Linked DNA regions of Sus scrofa: regions 1 and 2 are each linked to region 3. The links are chromatin contacts, called in public HiChIP or PLAC-seq and promoter capture Hi-C maps. All regions are on one chromosome and are shown on one strand. Each heading gives the region's core, a stretch centred on a gene start, on an enhancer-like site or on the middle of the called end of the contact. The rest is flanking DNA. Distances are from core to core; before and after follow the strand shown. Region 1 overlaps NCOA1 (nuclear receptor coactivator 1). Region 2 overlaps NCOA1 (nuclear receptor coactivator 1). Region 3 holds the start of PTRHD1 (putative peptidyl-tRNA hydrolase PTRHD1).

What was found. Promoter capture Hi-C pulls out the DNA fragments that hold promoters and counts their contacts. HiChIP or PLAC-seq counts read pairs in DNA pulled down with a chosen protein or histone mark.
Region 1: a contact with region 3 is called in an H3K27ac HiChIP or PLAC-seq map of alveolar macrophages. The contact joins the enhancer-like site here to the promoter of PTRHD1 in region 3. A contact is called at or near these places in 11 of 47 Hi-C or Micro-C datasets (alveolar macrophages, blood, embryonic fibroblasts and 6 more) and 1 of 2 datasets of contacts at active chromatin or transcription factors (alveolar macrophages).
Region 2: a contact with region 3 is called in a promoter capture Hi-C map of liver, with 2.8 times the contacts expected there. The contact joins the enhancer-like site here to the promoter of PTRHD1 in region 3. A contact is called at or near these places in 1 of 5 promoter capture datasets (liver), 12 of 47 Hi-C or Micro-C datasets (alveolar macrophages, blood, embryonic fibroblasts and 7 more) and 1 of 2 datasets of contacts at active chromatin or transcription factors (alveolar macrophages).

Annotation. Positions count from the first base shown.
Region 1 is chr3:114,020,229-114,024,993 of Sscrofa11.1, reverse strand. NCOA1 (nuclear receptor coactivator 1) reads left to right here. Exons shown (of 19, transcript NM_001025228.1): 15 at 539-941. Among named protein-coding and RNA genes, the nearest start is that of CENPO, 43 kb to the right of the region's middle. Within about 2 kb of position 3,338, at least 1 of the 83 cell types and tissues checked has an H3K27ac peak or open chromatin away from gene starts, as enhancers often do. A contact at or near this core is called in alveolar macrophages, where this site is marked.
Region 2 is chr3:114,039,866-114,044,317 of Sscrofa11.1, reverse strand. The region is part of intron 10 of NCOA1 (nuclear receptor coactivator 1); the gene reads left to right. Among named protein-coding and RNA genes, the nearest start is that of NCOA1, 57 kb to the left of the region's middle. Within about 2 kb of position 2,522, at least 5 of the 83 cell types and tissues checked have an H3K27ac peak or open chromatin away from gene starts, as enhancers often do. A contact at or near this core is called in liver, where this site is marked.
Region 3 is chr3:113,977,509-113,981,840 of Sscrofa11.1, reverse strand. It overlaps PTRHD1 (putative peptidyl-tRNA hydrolase PTRHD1), which reads right to left and starts at 2,667. Exons shown (of 2, transcript XM_003125332.4): 1 at 2,381-2,667. The coding sequence starts at 2,632. CENPO (centromere protein O) reads left to right here and starts at 2,640. Exons shown (of 8, transcript XR_002342821.1): 1 at 2,640-2,786; 2 at 3,076-3,184; 3 at 4,222-4,332.

The sequences.
Region 1 (4,765 bases), core at 2,089-4,588, 42 kb before region 3:
GAAGATAATGCACATTCATTATAGATAATTTGGAAAATACAGAAGAGTGTAAAGAAGAAAATTAAATCACTTGTAATAAAATTTTATTCATTTAAGTAAAGTGGAATAAATGGTCTTTGTGGAAAAAAAGGAAAAACTAAGTTTCTCCATGCTTGAAACACAGTAAACTTTTTGGAAATGAAAAAGAAAACCTAATGCCAGATAAGATAGAAGTCATCAGTCACATTTTCTTTCTCTTCTTTATGGTATTCATGTTTCTCTTAACAGTTTTTCTTGTCTATATTATAATATTAATCAATATGTACTTCCTTTGACTTTTATAAGTTCTAGGTGACTTTAATCTCTAAAATGTACTTAATTCATTTTCTCTCCTGTGGCTATTACTTTGAGGTTTTGTTCCTTTTCTACTTTTGTTCTCCTTGTACACTGATTTTCTACATATTCTGTTGCCCCAAGCTACTATGCCTTATCCTATAAGTTTTCCAAGAGCAAAATAAAATTAGAAAATGAGGATTTTTTTTTTTTCTGTCCTTTGTAGCCACCCCTGAATGCCCAAATGTTGGCCCAGCGCCAGCGGGAGTTATACAGTCAACAGCACCGACAGAGGCAGCTAATACAGCAGCAGAGAGCCATGCTCATGAGGCAGCAAAGCTTTGGGAACAACCTCCCTCCCTCGTCTGGACTGCCAGTTCCAATGGGGAACCCCCGTCTTCCTCAGGGTGCTCCGCAGCAATTCCCCTACCCACCAAACTATGGTACAAATCCCGGAACTCCACCCGCTTCTACCAGCCCCTTTTCACAACTGGCAGGAAACCCTGAGGCAACCTTGGGCAACCGCAACAGCATGGTGAACAGAGGCATGACAGGAAACATGGGAGGACAGTTTGGCACTGGAATCAATCCTCAGATGCAGCAGAATGTCTTCCAGTATCCAGGATCAGGTATGAGGATTACACCTTTATGTTGCTTTTATAAGCTCAGTAGCTCTCAGTACCCATGGGCTCTGTATCTTTGGATTCACATAACCCCAGATCAAAGATATCCCCCCTAAAAAAAATTCCAGAAAGTTCCCAAAAGCAAAACTTGAATTTGCCACACTCCGGGAACAACTTTGACATTGTATTTATGTAGCATTTACATTGTATTAGGTATTATAAGTAATCTAGAGATCATTTTAACTATATGGAAGAATGCACATAAGTTATGTTTCCCCATTTTATATAAGGGACTTGAGCATACATGGATTTAGGTGTCCATGAGGGTCCTGGAACGAGTCCCTCATGGATACTCAGGGACAGCTGTTCCACATACAGGCTCAGGTCTCTCTCTTCACATGTGTTTCAGTTCACTGACATTGAAGCATTTTGCTGAAGAAGAAAGACGCTGATGTGGGAGTCAGGAGATCCAGGCTCTAGGCTTTGCTCTTAACCACTAAATGGTTGAGACTTGTCTCTCTCATTGATAGCTAACACGATTAAGTTATAGGATCCATAGGACCTGTCTGATTCTAAAATTTTTAACATCTTGTCTGCAAAGCATAATCTTAATTTCTTACTTTCTTGAGTCCCTGTGAGACTATAAGGAAAAGCCCATGTCAAACAATGGGTGTAGTAAGTACATAAATTCAAAATTTGCATATAGTTTTTTTTTTTATCATCCTGCAGATTTTGTTTCTGATAGCTTACATAAGAATAATCAGTCTTCACAAATTATCTCAGACTTCTTATTGGTGTCACGACTCTTAGCTGCTTAGGTTGTAAGATATCCCTCTGCAGTTATTAGGCAACTTTCTCAAATGCTTTGTTCTTTTTTAATCTTACATTTGCGTTGTCTCTTTCCTGTTCCCTTTGTCTCAGGTAATGATATCTTTTTAAAATTTTTCTTCTATCACTTGGAGATTCTAATAGGTAATAGAAATAAAATACATTTGATTAATCCACCAGGTTTAATCAAACTTTAATGTAAAATTAATGGCAAATTCCTGGGGAAAAAATTTAAATATATCCCTTCAATTTAAAAATGAAAGAAAAAGTAAATTTTAAGCCTGCTTAAAAATGAATTTTAATGAGAAGGCTGCTATTTGACTTGAATACAATTTTGAAGTTATATAGAGATTTTTTTACATGGCAGTATGCTTATCAACTTTGACAGCCAAATCAATTTAGACTTTTCATTCTGGTGGCAACAGGTGCTGAAATCCTTTGACTATTAAATTAAGTATCTAGGGAAACATGTGTCAGAGAGCAGCAGAATTCTCTAAGACATTTTAATCAAAATTATGCCACACTGGTTTCTTTGTCCTCAAGACAATGAAGTCATCTTTGGCTGGTTTATATCACTTCCACTATATGTGTGGGCAAGAAAAGGATTATAAATCCATATTTTAATTATAATATTTCTGAACAGGAGTGGCCTTCAAAAGAGTTGTATTTTCATGCGTCTTATGATTTCTGTATGCAGAGAATTTGACAAGCTTCCTTCACTTTATTCTAGCCCACAGAAGTACTTCCTCCAGCATTAGAAGACTTCTGTTGCTCGATTTCCCCATTCTCTTCCAAAATGTCAGCATAGCAAAAAGAGCGAATAGATCCTGACTAGCATTTATGGCATTTATTGCAGAGCCTTAAATCAAAAGATTTATCTCTTTTATTGGGAGAAAAATAACTACAAATAAGCCAAACACTAATAAATTCCCCAATAAATTCTCTTATCAAAAGAAATGAGTTCTGTTGTGGCTCAGCAGCAGGTTAAGGATCCAGCATTGTCATTGCAGTAGCTTGGGTCGCTGCTCTCTTGTGAGTTCGGTCCTTGAACCAGGAATTTCTGCATGCCACAGGCACAGCCAAAACAAATAAACAAAAAGATGGAAAACAGTACTTCTCAAAAAGCTTAAGTGTAGAACTACCATGTAACCCAGCAGTTCCACTCCTGGGTATATAGCCCCCCCCCCAAAAAAAAATGAAAACACTAATTCAAAGAGATACACACCACTCCAGTGTCCATGGCAGCATTATTTACAATAGCCAAGATAGGGAAGCAACCTGAGTGCCCATCAATAGATGAATGGATAAAGATGTGAGGGGAGGGGGGTGTTTGTGTATAATGTGTATATTATATATAAGTGTAATTATATAGGTGTGTATTATAGAGATAATGGAATACTAGTCAGCCATAAAAAATGAAATTTTGCCATCAGCCATAACATGGATGGACTTTGAGGTTATATTGCTAAATGAAATAAGTCAGAGAAAGAAAAATATTGTGTGATATCACTTATATGTGGAATCTAAACAGTGCAACAAACTAGTGAGACGCAGATATAGAGAACAAACTAGTGGTTACTAGTGGGGAGAGGGAAGTGGGAAGGGGAAGTTAAGGGTAAGGGATTAAGAGGCACAAACTACTATGTATAAAATAAATAAGCTATAAGGATATCATATGCAACACAGGGAATTTAGCCAATATTTTATAATGACTATAAGTGGAAATTTTTGGGGGGCCATACCTGAGACATGTGGAAGGAAGTTCCAGGGCCAGGATCAGACCTACACCACAGCAGTAACAATGCGGGATCCTTAACTTCGAAGCCACCATGAAACTCCAAAAATTAATTAATTTTTTAGAAAAACACAGTACTTCTGTCAGTTTTTAGTCATGCTCTTTTATACTTCATCTCTGGAAAGCCAGGAAAGGAGAACTACCATCCTGCTCCTGTTTCTTGACAAAAGCACTAGAAAAGTGTTCCAAAACCCCAGTGCCTGTGAAATTGACAAGACTTCCTTCAGGATTGTGGGTCTAGTCTTTGATCTCTTGCAAGTCAGTGTAGAACACAGTGATGGAGACAGTGAGTGGCGCGTCCTTCTTCTCCAGGCAGTATAACCAGATGTGTTGCTGCCCATTGTTAAGTATCTATCTGGTACCTGAAGTTTTCTTCCAGTCCAACTTTTTTTTTTTTTTTTTTTTCCGCTTTTTAGGGCCACACCAGTGGCATATGGAAGTTCCCAGGCTAGGGGTCGAATAGGAGCGACAGCTGCCAGCCTACACCACAGCCGCAGCAACATGGGATCTGAGCCACATCTGTGACCCACACCACAGCTCAGGGCAATGCTGGATCCTTAACCCACTGCGCGAAGCCAGAGATCCAACCAGCATCCTCATGGATACTAGTCCGGTTTGTTACTGCTGAGCCGCAATAGAAACTCCCTTCTAGTCCCAACTTTTGACTGACAAAAAATACCTTTCACAAAATAAGAATTTTTGTTTGATAAAGTCAGTATTTGTACTACAGACAAATTCCAGAAGCTAGGTACAGTGGGAAGAATAGTAGTTTCATCAGTTACAGTTTGAAATGAAATGGTGGAACTTTCAGGTCTTCTGTGAACTGTTTCAAAAAAACGGGGAAAATTGTTAGTGTTTCTAGAAAGCATAAGAACATTTAAAGATGCAATATTTTAAATTTCTTTCATTGCTTTACGTTACAAACACGCTCTACCATGTTCAGCAACCTGGTAGAAAGCTTTAAGACCAGGTTTTGTGTTGGTACAAATTAAAGTTCTGGAGAAATTCCAACCTTTTCAAATCAACTTCTCAAAATAAACAAAAAAACTTCCACAACATGTTTTTATAAATAGTTTTATTGGAACACAGCCATGCTCGTTACTTTACATATTGTTTATGGCTAGCTTCACGCAGTAGACTTAAGTAGTTCTTACAGAAACCTTATGGCCTACAAAACCAAAAAAATTTACTTATCTGGCCCTTTGCA
Region 2 (4,452 bases), core at 1,273-3,772, 63 kb before region 3:
CAATAAAATTTACTTCAGAAATATCCAAGGTTATTTCTAGCTGATAATTAGGCATCCAAGTTTCCAGTAGTATGAAGGTGGAGTAAAGCCATTTTGAGATATAGAAGGGCTCAAGTTATTTGCATGGTATAGTCACTTTCTCTACTGAAAGTCCTAGATAATATGCTTCAGCAAACAGGGGGAAAACCAAAAAAGAGAAACTTACAAGGTCCATGGGAAACAAGCATCAGAAAGTAAGTCCAGGAATGATGCATGATCAATAAGACTAGGAAACAACCAATGTAGACTGGAATGGGGGGCCCGAGTTCTCTTGAAAGGCTGCCTCCAGGGGAGAAAGGAAATGTATCTCTTTGAGTTTATGGGAGATATTCATGATAGGTTTATGTCATAAATGTTAAAACATTTGAAAAATTCTAGAAAAGCAGGAAAATGAAAAGGAAAAAAAAAAAAGGTTAATTGTTAACTCCAGAAAAAAGGAAGCATGAGAAATTCCTGTTGTGGCTCAGAGGTAACAAACCCAACTAGTATCCATGAGGACATGAGTTGGATCCTTGGTCCCATTTGGTGAGTTAAGGATCCAGCATTGCCGTGAGCTATGGTGTAGGTTGAGTGGGTTAAGGATCCGGCATTGCCATAGGCTGTGAGGTAGGTTGCAGACAAGGTTCAGATCTGGCGTTGCTGTGGCTGTGGCAAAGGCCAGCAACTACAGCTCCAATTTGATCCCTAGCCTGGGAACTTCCATATGCTACAGATGCAGCCCTAAAAAGACCAAAAAACAAACAAACAAACAAAAAAATCATGAGCATAGTACACAATATGATCTAGCAATGAGAAATATTTGTATAGTTAATACTCAATATATGGAGTAATACTTCATAATCTAAATGTTAACTTTTTATTTTATAAAAATGCTATGATCTCTGTTAGGGACATAGGAGGTAGTAAGAGAGGTAGATATGAGAGAGCTAAAACCTTGTCTATCACGATGGTGAGTCAGAACTCTAAAAATGGAGATATCTTAGAAATAATTAGGCAAATGCCGAAGAAAAGAGCTACACAAGTTGTGACTGGCCATCTCTATTGAAAGGGGAGGAAGCAAAGGATCGGAAGGGGCAAGACAGGAAACCGTTTTTATTCATAACAGACCTTTTTGTTCTAACTTTTAAATTTATGTGTATGTGTTAATTTGATGAAAATTAAAGCTAATAAAAATAGAAAGTGTCTTCTAGTAGCTCTACAAGTTGGCGAAAGTGGAGTGTTTTTCATTCGTGACCTGTCTTGAGACATATAGCTCTTTTTTTCTCTCTTGAGATCTCACCTGAATACTGTTCAGTGTATGAAAGTATGTAAATAGGCCAGGATCTGTTCAACTTTGTCCCATAGTGATGGCAAAGGCCAGAAGCCTGGAAGGGAAGATACTGAGGTAAATGGCGGAGGGGGGGGAGCTCCAAACAGCCAGTTTACAATGTTTCTATACAGACAAGAAACAGAACAGGTTTTAAGAGGCGAAGCGTAAGGCTAAGGAAACAAGTTGGACAGGAGAAAGGAAAAGAGAACAAAGGGTTGGAGAAGGAAAAAGAAAGAAAGAAGAGGGAAAAAATATGATCTTGTAAAGAGAGAGAACAGCCTCTGATTCTCTGCCCCCTCTAGCCTCTAGCTGTCCTCCACTGCCTCTCACTAGAGCCAGAGTCCATTATGGAAAGGCTGATTCCACGTCTTAATCTGGTGCCCATCCAGGAAAATCAATCATCTTTCCTGACTGGAGTCTTCAGTCTTAAGCTGAACCATGTCAAGTGCAAAGGTCTCGCATAGGAGAGTTAATTATTGTGTTTCACCTATTAGAACTTCTGGAACTGTCTGCCGTGTCACCTTCTCTCATTCTTTTCTTTTCCTTGCCCTTCTGCATTGCATTCTGAGAGAGTCTCTGGGCCAGATTTTCCAGATCAAAGCTGAGTCTTCATCCATTTCCAGTCTGCTCTTCTGTCAGTCTATTGTGTTCTTTTAATTGTTGCAATTGTGTTTTTAAAAAAATTTTTTCTTAGACGTCTATTACTTTTTATATATATGATAGACTTTTAAATGTGTGGTGATAAATTTAGCATACTTACTTTGGAGCTCATCCATTTTCTGTCATAATCTTTTTTTCTTCAAAGTTTCTTTTTTTGTTAAATTTGCTATTGTTCTTTCCTGCTGTTGACTTTTTTTGAATGTTTGGTGAATTTGAGCCGTCTGTCCATGTGTACTGAAAAAAGACCTAGAATGAAACATCTTGGTAGCTAGAGTGTCTCTTGAGCTAAAGTGAGAAGCCCTTTTTGCCCTGGCAGTGAATGTAGGTTCTGATTATAGAAGCCTTGTTTCTCAGTTGTTGTTGTGAAGGAGTGGGGGTTGGTGATGGGGAAATCCCTCGTGGCAGCCCTTGCACCCACGTTGGGAGATTCCCTGGGCAGAACTCCCACTCTGAGTCATGCACTCACCACTTTAATCCCATGGGTAGATGCCAGAGTCAGCTGCACTCAAAGCAGGGCCTGGTGGCAGCTGTTCAGTTGTCCTTTAATTATCTGGGCAATCACCCATGGCCTGTTCCTTTACCTGCTCAACTGACCACTGAGTTTGGAGTTGTTCTGGTGTTGAAAAAAACTCGCATTTTTGGAAAACCTTCTCTTTGTCCTGATGTAAGTTTTCTAGTTTAGTTGAATTTCACTCTCAATTTTAGCTTTTCATTTGTCTTAGAAATTCTTCATTGTTCTAGTTGACTGCCCTACTTCTTTTGGCCTCTCCTTCAGATGTAAAATTATTTTTCCCCTTTTTACTTCTTTTATTTCAGTGATAATTTTAGAGAGAGAATAAAATGTAGGTAACATAAATCTGTCAAATTGAACCACAAATTTTCCTTAGATCTGTTTACATATGAGAGAACTAAGGTCCAGAGTATGAAAAGTAAGCACACACCTAGACCAAAAACTTGCCCAGAAGTTACCCAGTTAGTATAAGCAGAACCAGGATTTAAAATTCAGTCAGCCTGGTTTTAAAACATGGTGTCCATATGCACACACAGTCATGCAGAGTGACCAAGTGATTTAAATAATTTGGTTGGAAATGTACTATGGGAGCACATCAAGAGACAACTTAGAGGGATGTTGATCAAAATATGCGTAACGTGCTTTCTTGGCAGTACCTTCAACACCTCTGCTATGTCCCTGTGACACTGTCTCCAGATTCCTATCCTTTGAGGTGGATTTGACTTCTGAAATTGTGTGAAGTCGATGGAGCCAAATTTGTTGATCCAAAAAGAATAATACTTTAAAAAAAAATCAGAACCAAAATTAGACGTGATTATAAGACGTATTTTATTGAAGGACTTGTACACTGGTTAAGATAGTTCTAAAAGAATTCCAAAAATATTTGAACGTTGATAACATTACTGGAGTAAGTGAATGACCACTTAAGATGGTTTTTATGTTCTGTGAACATACACTTTCTGAGATGATTAACTTTTAAATCTTATTAGACTAGAGTACATTAGGAGTACCGCCTACCTCTAAAAATAGAGTTTCACATAAAAACTTTTCAGTATCTAAAAAGTGCAGTTTTATTTCCCTGTTTTCATGGCTGTGTTTAGTGTGTTGAGGCTATTGGTAGGTATCTTTCGCTACCGCAAAACTGCAATGAATAATCTTACGTAGAGATAATTGACCGTATTTGAGAGTATATCTGAAGTAGAAATTCTGAACAGAATTGCCAGGTCAAAGGGTAGGTAAACTTTGCCAAATGGCTCTCTTATGCCAGTGTAAGCACTAACTGACAATGTTCCTCTTTCCACACCTCCTTTCCAATAAGTTGAATTATGCACTTTCTCATCTTTGCCAACCTGACGGGTTTTTTTAAGTATCTCAATGTAGTTTTAAACTATTTTTCTTTTATCATGAATTAGGTTGATTATTTTTCCGTGATTTTATGTGACCTTTTCATATGCTCTGACCATTTATCTGTTGGGTTTTTCTGTTTTTATCTTACTGATTTTATATATACTTTTGGAATATGAAATGAAACACTTTGACTGCTGTGCATAGTAAACAGCCAGATGTAACAAAACTGAGCCGGAAACCTCTTTACCAACGGCTGAGGAAAAAATGAACTGTGAACATCAGAATCACTAGATACTGCATCAACTCTTAATGAAGTGAAGTGTGCAAAAGCCACTCTCTTGATTAGACAATGCTTTCTACTTTGTGTGAAGAAAGAAATTTAATTTTTAGTAATATAAGGGTTTTTTGGTTTTGTTTTTGGCTGGGATCATTGTGGCTAATGGGAGTAGGATGTTGAGCCTTTTGTACAGATGATTAAAAAAAAAACACACACAAAAGAAAAACAGAATACTTGATCAAGAATCCCTAAAAGCTTGTTTTAACTGCCCTGATATCAGCTGTTTCTCTCCAACACAGGGAGTGGTAA
Region 3 (4,332 bases), core at 1,418-3,917:
GGGCTGACTATGGAGGGGTTTCTAAACATCACATCACCTCCACTTCCTCCTGCTTCCACCCTGGTTGACACAAACCTGGAAGGATTTTCTTTCTGCTGGAGTAGTTCCCACTTGTTAACTCGAGGGTGAGCAAACTATTCTCTAGTATCCTTCTGAAATTGTTTTCCTGATCTTTATCATCCATTACAGGAGATAGGAGAGCTATCACTCAGGAAATAAAGATAATGAGGGCGTTATGCTGCATAAGGTGTCTATTTTGGCCTATGAAGGCAGAAGGCACTGAGGGATGAGAGATTTGTCTTATCAAATTAGAGGATGATGGGATTGCCACTCCTAATCGACGGAGTCCTTTGGGCATGCTCGAGGGAAATGCACGGACGTCCCTCCCTCCTTCTCCAGCACCAGGAGCAGCACAGCGCACGTCAGAGTGAGTCCAGACCCTTGTCCCCCCCACTTACTGATTGTGTCATCTTTGATAAGTTATGTGATTTAGCTGACCCTTTGTTTCCCCTTTGTAAAATGGGATGATAATGCTTTTTAGTAGCAGTGAGGATTTGATGAAATTAGACTCAGGTCTGTGCTTGGCACACGGGAAGCACCCAATAAATGGAGTTAATTTTTTTTTTTTTTTTTTTTTTAAGGGCCGAACCCACAGCATATGTAAGTTCCCAGGCTAGGGGTTGAATCAGAGCCGTAGCTGCTGACCTACACCACAGCTCACAGCAACACCAGAGCCTTAACCCACTGAGCAAGGTCAGGGATCGAACCTGCGTCCTCATGGATGCTGGTCAGATTCGTTAACCGCTGAGCCACAACAGACACTAAAGGGAGTTAATATTGGCAATGTCTTACACTTGGACTTTATGGTTACAGCAGCACCTTTATTCAATCGGTGGTGACTCCTAAGTCCCTTTCTCGAGTCATAGCTAACAACAAAATCATGAGATGTCTTTAAAACTCCTTGAGTTTAAAAGACAACAACTCTTGCCCACCCAAGAGTTTAAAAGGGTCAGTGATCCTTACCCCACGGAGCAAGGTCAGGGATTGAACTCATGGATCCTAGCCGGGTTCATTAACTGCTGAGTCACGAAGGGAACTCCTAAAGGTGTAAATATTTTACGCAACTCAAAGTGAGGGAGAGGGGGATTATCTGAGCCTCATGATTTCTTGATTTCCTTCCTATAAAATTCCTATAATCTAAAGGAAAAGCTATCTCCTTTCTGCCTACTTATAGATTCTCAAAACATTTTCCTACTATTTGATGTTTCACTGCCCAACAGCAATTTTTTCTCTTGAAAAATAATCTGTTTTTGCAGCTAGCCAAGAAGGAATCATCTGACTCCTCCACCCTAGGGTTCTGCTTTATTTATTAAAACAAATTTTATATGAGACAAAAACTGCCTTAAAATGAAAGCAATAATTTTTTTTTTCATTTTAAAATGTGTTTAGTGTAGAAAACTAAAAAGACAGAAGCAATAGGAAATAACCAAAATTCCCCCACCTGCTACTCAGTATTTGGATGTATTTCTTTAGTTTTTCCTTTCAAAATCTGGATCATTTTGTATGTAGACTATAGTTCAATTAGCCTCACTTCATGAGCACTCTTCCATGCTAGCCAAATATGCTCCAAAAACATGATTTATGCTAGATTCATAATAATCCATTATAAGGGCATAAGTTTAGCCAACCTATAGTATTGTAAATTTAGTGATGTCCACATTTTTCATTATTATAAAGTGCTACTATAAATATCTTTGTACAATGCTCTTTGGGTGCATCTTATTATTTTCTTAGGATAAGATATGTTTGCCCAACTGCAAAAAAACACAAAAAAAACAAAAAAAAAACTATTCTATACCCTTGGTTTCTGGTACCTTTGAGCTAAGTTCAAATTATACTAGGGTTTATTTTCAAATAATTTGGCATCATACCCAAGTAAATGCTTCAGTTTGACTTCACCTGAAGTAAGGAACTCTGTGTCCTTACCCTTCTGGATCGGTTTTGCGGCGAGGGTAAGGGCAGTACTTTTCAGCGCAGCCATTAAAAGGCCCGCCCAGTGCACAGGTAGAAAGGCAGGCGTGACTCCACCAGCCTCCGCTCTCACAAGCATCTACTGAAGAGGGACGCAGGTGAGACCGGAGGGGTGCACAAAGCATTAATAACAGGCCCATACTCCACTCTTCACATCGTCAGGCCCCGTCCAGCCAAGGTAAGGGGCCCCGGGCAGTAGCTCCAGCCGGAGAACCCGTCCCAAAACTTAAAAGTTAAACACCCCTCCCCACTAACGCCACACCCACTTCACGAAGTTAGGCCCCCGTACTCAAGACCACACCCACTTCCGGTATCGATGACCTCAGCGCCCCTCCCCCTGGCGGCTCACCTCGAGGACCACCTTGCGCATGCGCTCCAGGTCCTGGAGGTAAGCTGCAGTGTGCGGGTGGTCGCGGTAAATGTGCAAAGCCGCGGTGGCTGCGTGACAACCCTGTGCTACCAGTGCGCCCGCTGGCCAGGAAAATGGAGTCTGTGAGAGATCCTTCCGTAATACCAAGTATTGTACCAGGATTTGCGGCGCTGCGCCCGAGGCCGCCATCTTCCTGCCCAACAGAACGACCGGGCCTACTGCCCGGTGCATGCCGGGATCAGGGAGGAGCCCCGCGCGCTGCCATGTTTTTGTACGGTGGGAGCGCAAAGCACGCTGGGACCGGTTGTCTTGGTTTTGAAGTTGAGGATGGCGGGAACTCTTGGACTTGTCCTGATTGAGCAAGAAGAGAGGAGTTAAGGAGAAAGTAAGACCCATTGGCGGACAGAACCGTAATCAGGGTAGAAAGCTGAGCGGCCTCTTACAGCCCCTTCCGTGTGCGAGGAAATCCCCTGGAGCAGAGGCGCGCCTCGGGAGCTCGCAGGGGCAGGAAGATAGACTTGGACACCACAGAACGTAGACCCGGGCAACAGACGGGGCGGGTCCGGGGAGTCCTGGGGGTGTCACTTGGGGTACCCGGGGCTCCACGGGTGTGTCCCTGCCGTCTGGATTTGTCTGAATGTGAATAGATTCTTGCCATTTCTTTTGCCCCCAAGGAAAGCCGTATTACTGGTGCCCGGACAGTTTTATGGAAAGGCTCTTGAGAAGCCGAGGAGGAGATGGAGCTGGCGAATACTCTAAGTCAAGACGGCGAGTCCGGAGGAGGTATTTAAAAGATCAAATTTTCCCCCTTACTACTGCTGCCCAAAGATAACTACCAGGTTGAAAGCCCATCCCTCCTCTAAGCGAAGTGTGACCTGATCTATTATGGTTTACTCCAGTGGAAGGGGCAGTGCCCGGTGTGGGTTAGACCTGGGTTTGAGTCCCGGCTCGGCTGTTATAAATATGGTGGCCTTCGGCAAGTTATTTTACCTTTCACAATTTCTTCGTCTGGATAATGGAGGTGAATAATAACATTGTGGTGGTTGTGGAAATTAGGTTAAGTAATTTTAATGCTTTTCAGGTGAAGCATTTAACACATACCTAATTGATAGGAAATATTCAGTAAATGCTTTAATTCATTACATGCTCTGCAAATACAGGATCGAGCACAGGTGTGTTTAGGTAGTGACTGTTCACAGGTGTTTTGTTGTTAGAGTCGGTTAGCATGTCACCGTGACCTTTGCTACATTGAGCTTTACTTAGGCTCTTTGGAACTGAGATCTCTATGCATTGGTGAACTTGTTTTCCTGTCTGATATCCAGTAATATTGGTGGACAGTTCCTTTTAGTGTGTGTCTTTATAGTCCTATGCTCCTAATACTTTGCAGAGCTTCAGAGTACTTACTCAGGCCTCTTTGGATGTTTCAGTCCAAACAGTTATGCATTAGCACTTGGGGAAACCATGCACGAAACCCAATTTAAAAAACAAAATTCTACATTTTTAAAAAAGAACTTCTGAGTCAGTGACTTTGGTGACCCTGTTTCCCCCTGGGTCGCTATCATCATGGATAACTGAGATTAGTTATGTTCAGATAATGCCCTTTTTGAACAGTGTCCTGGTCAGGGACTACTTGGTAGGTCAGTGTTTGGCCTCAGAGGCTGCTATCCTTGACTTCTGTTTTCAGTTCCTCTTGCTTTAGAAATTGGCTCCAGCATCTACAATTTAGCTGTCCACAAAGTGTTACCCTGAAATGAAGGCTTCCTTTTGCCAGAGTTAGAGATCCTTGGCTTCCTGTGACAGTCTCTTTTTACTTTCCTCAGGTGTTTTAGCTCATTTGGAAAGACTAGAGACTCAAATGAGCAGATCCCATAAAAAATTGGAGGAGCCACAGAGCGCACAGGCAGTGGAAAGTGCCCTTGGAACCGAGATTC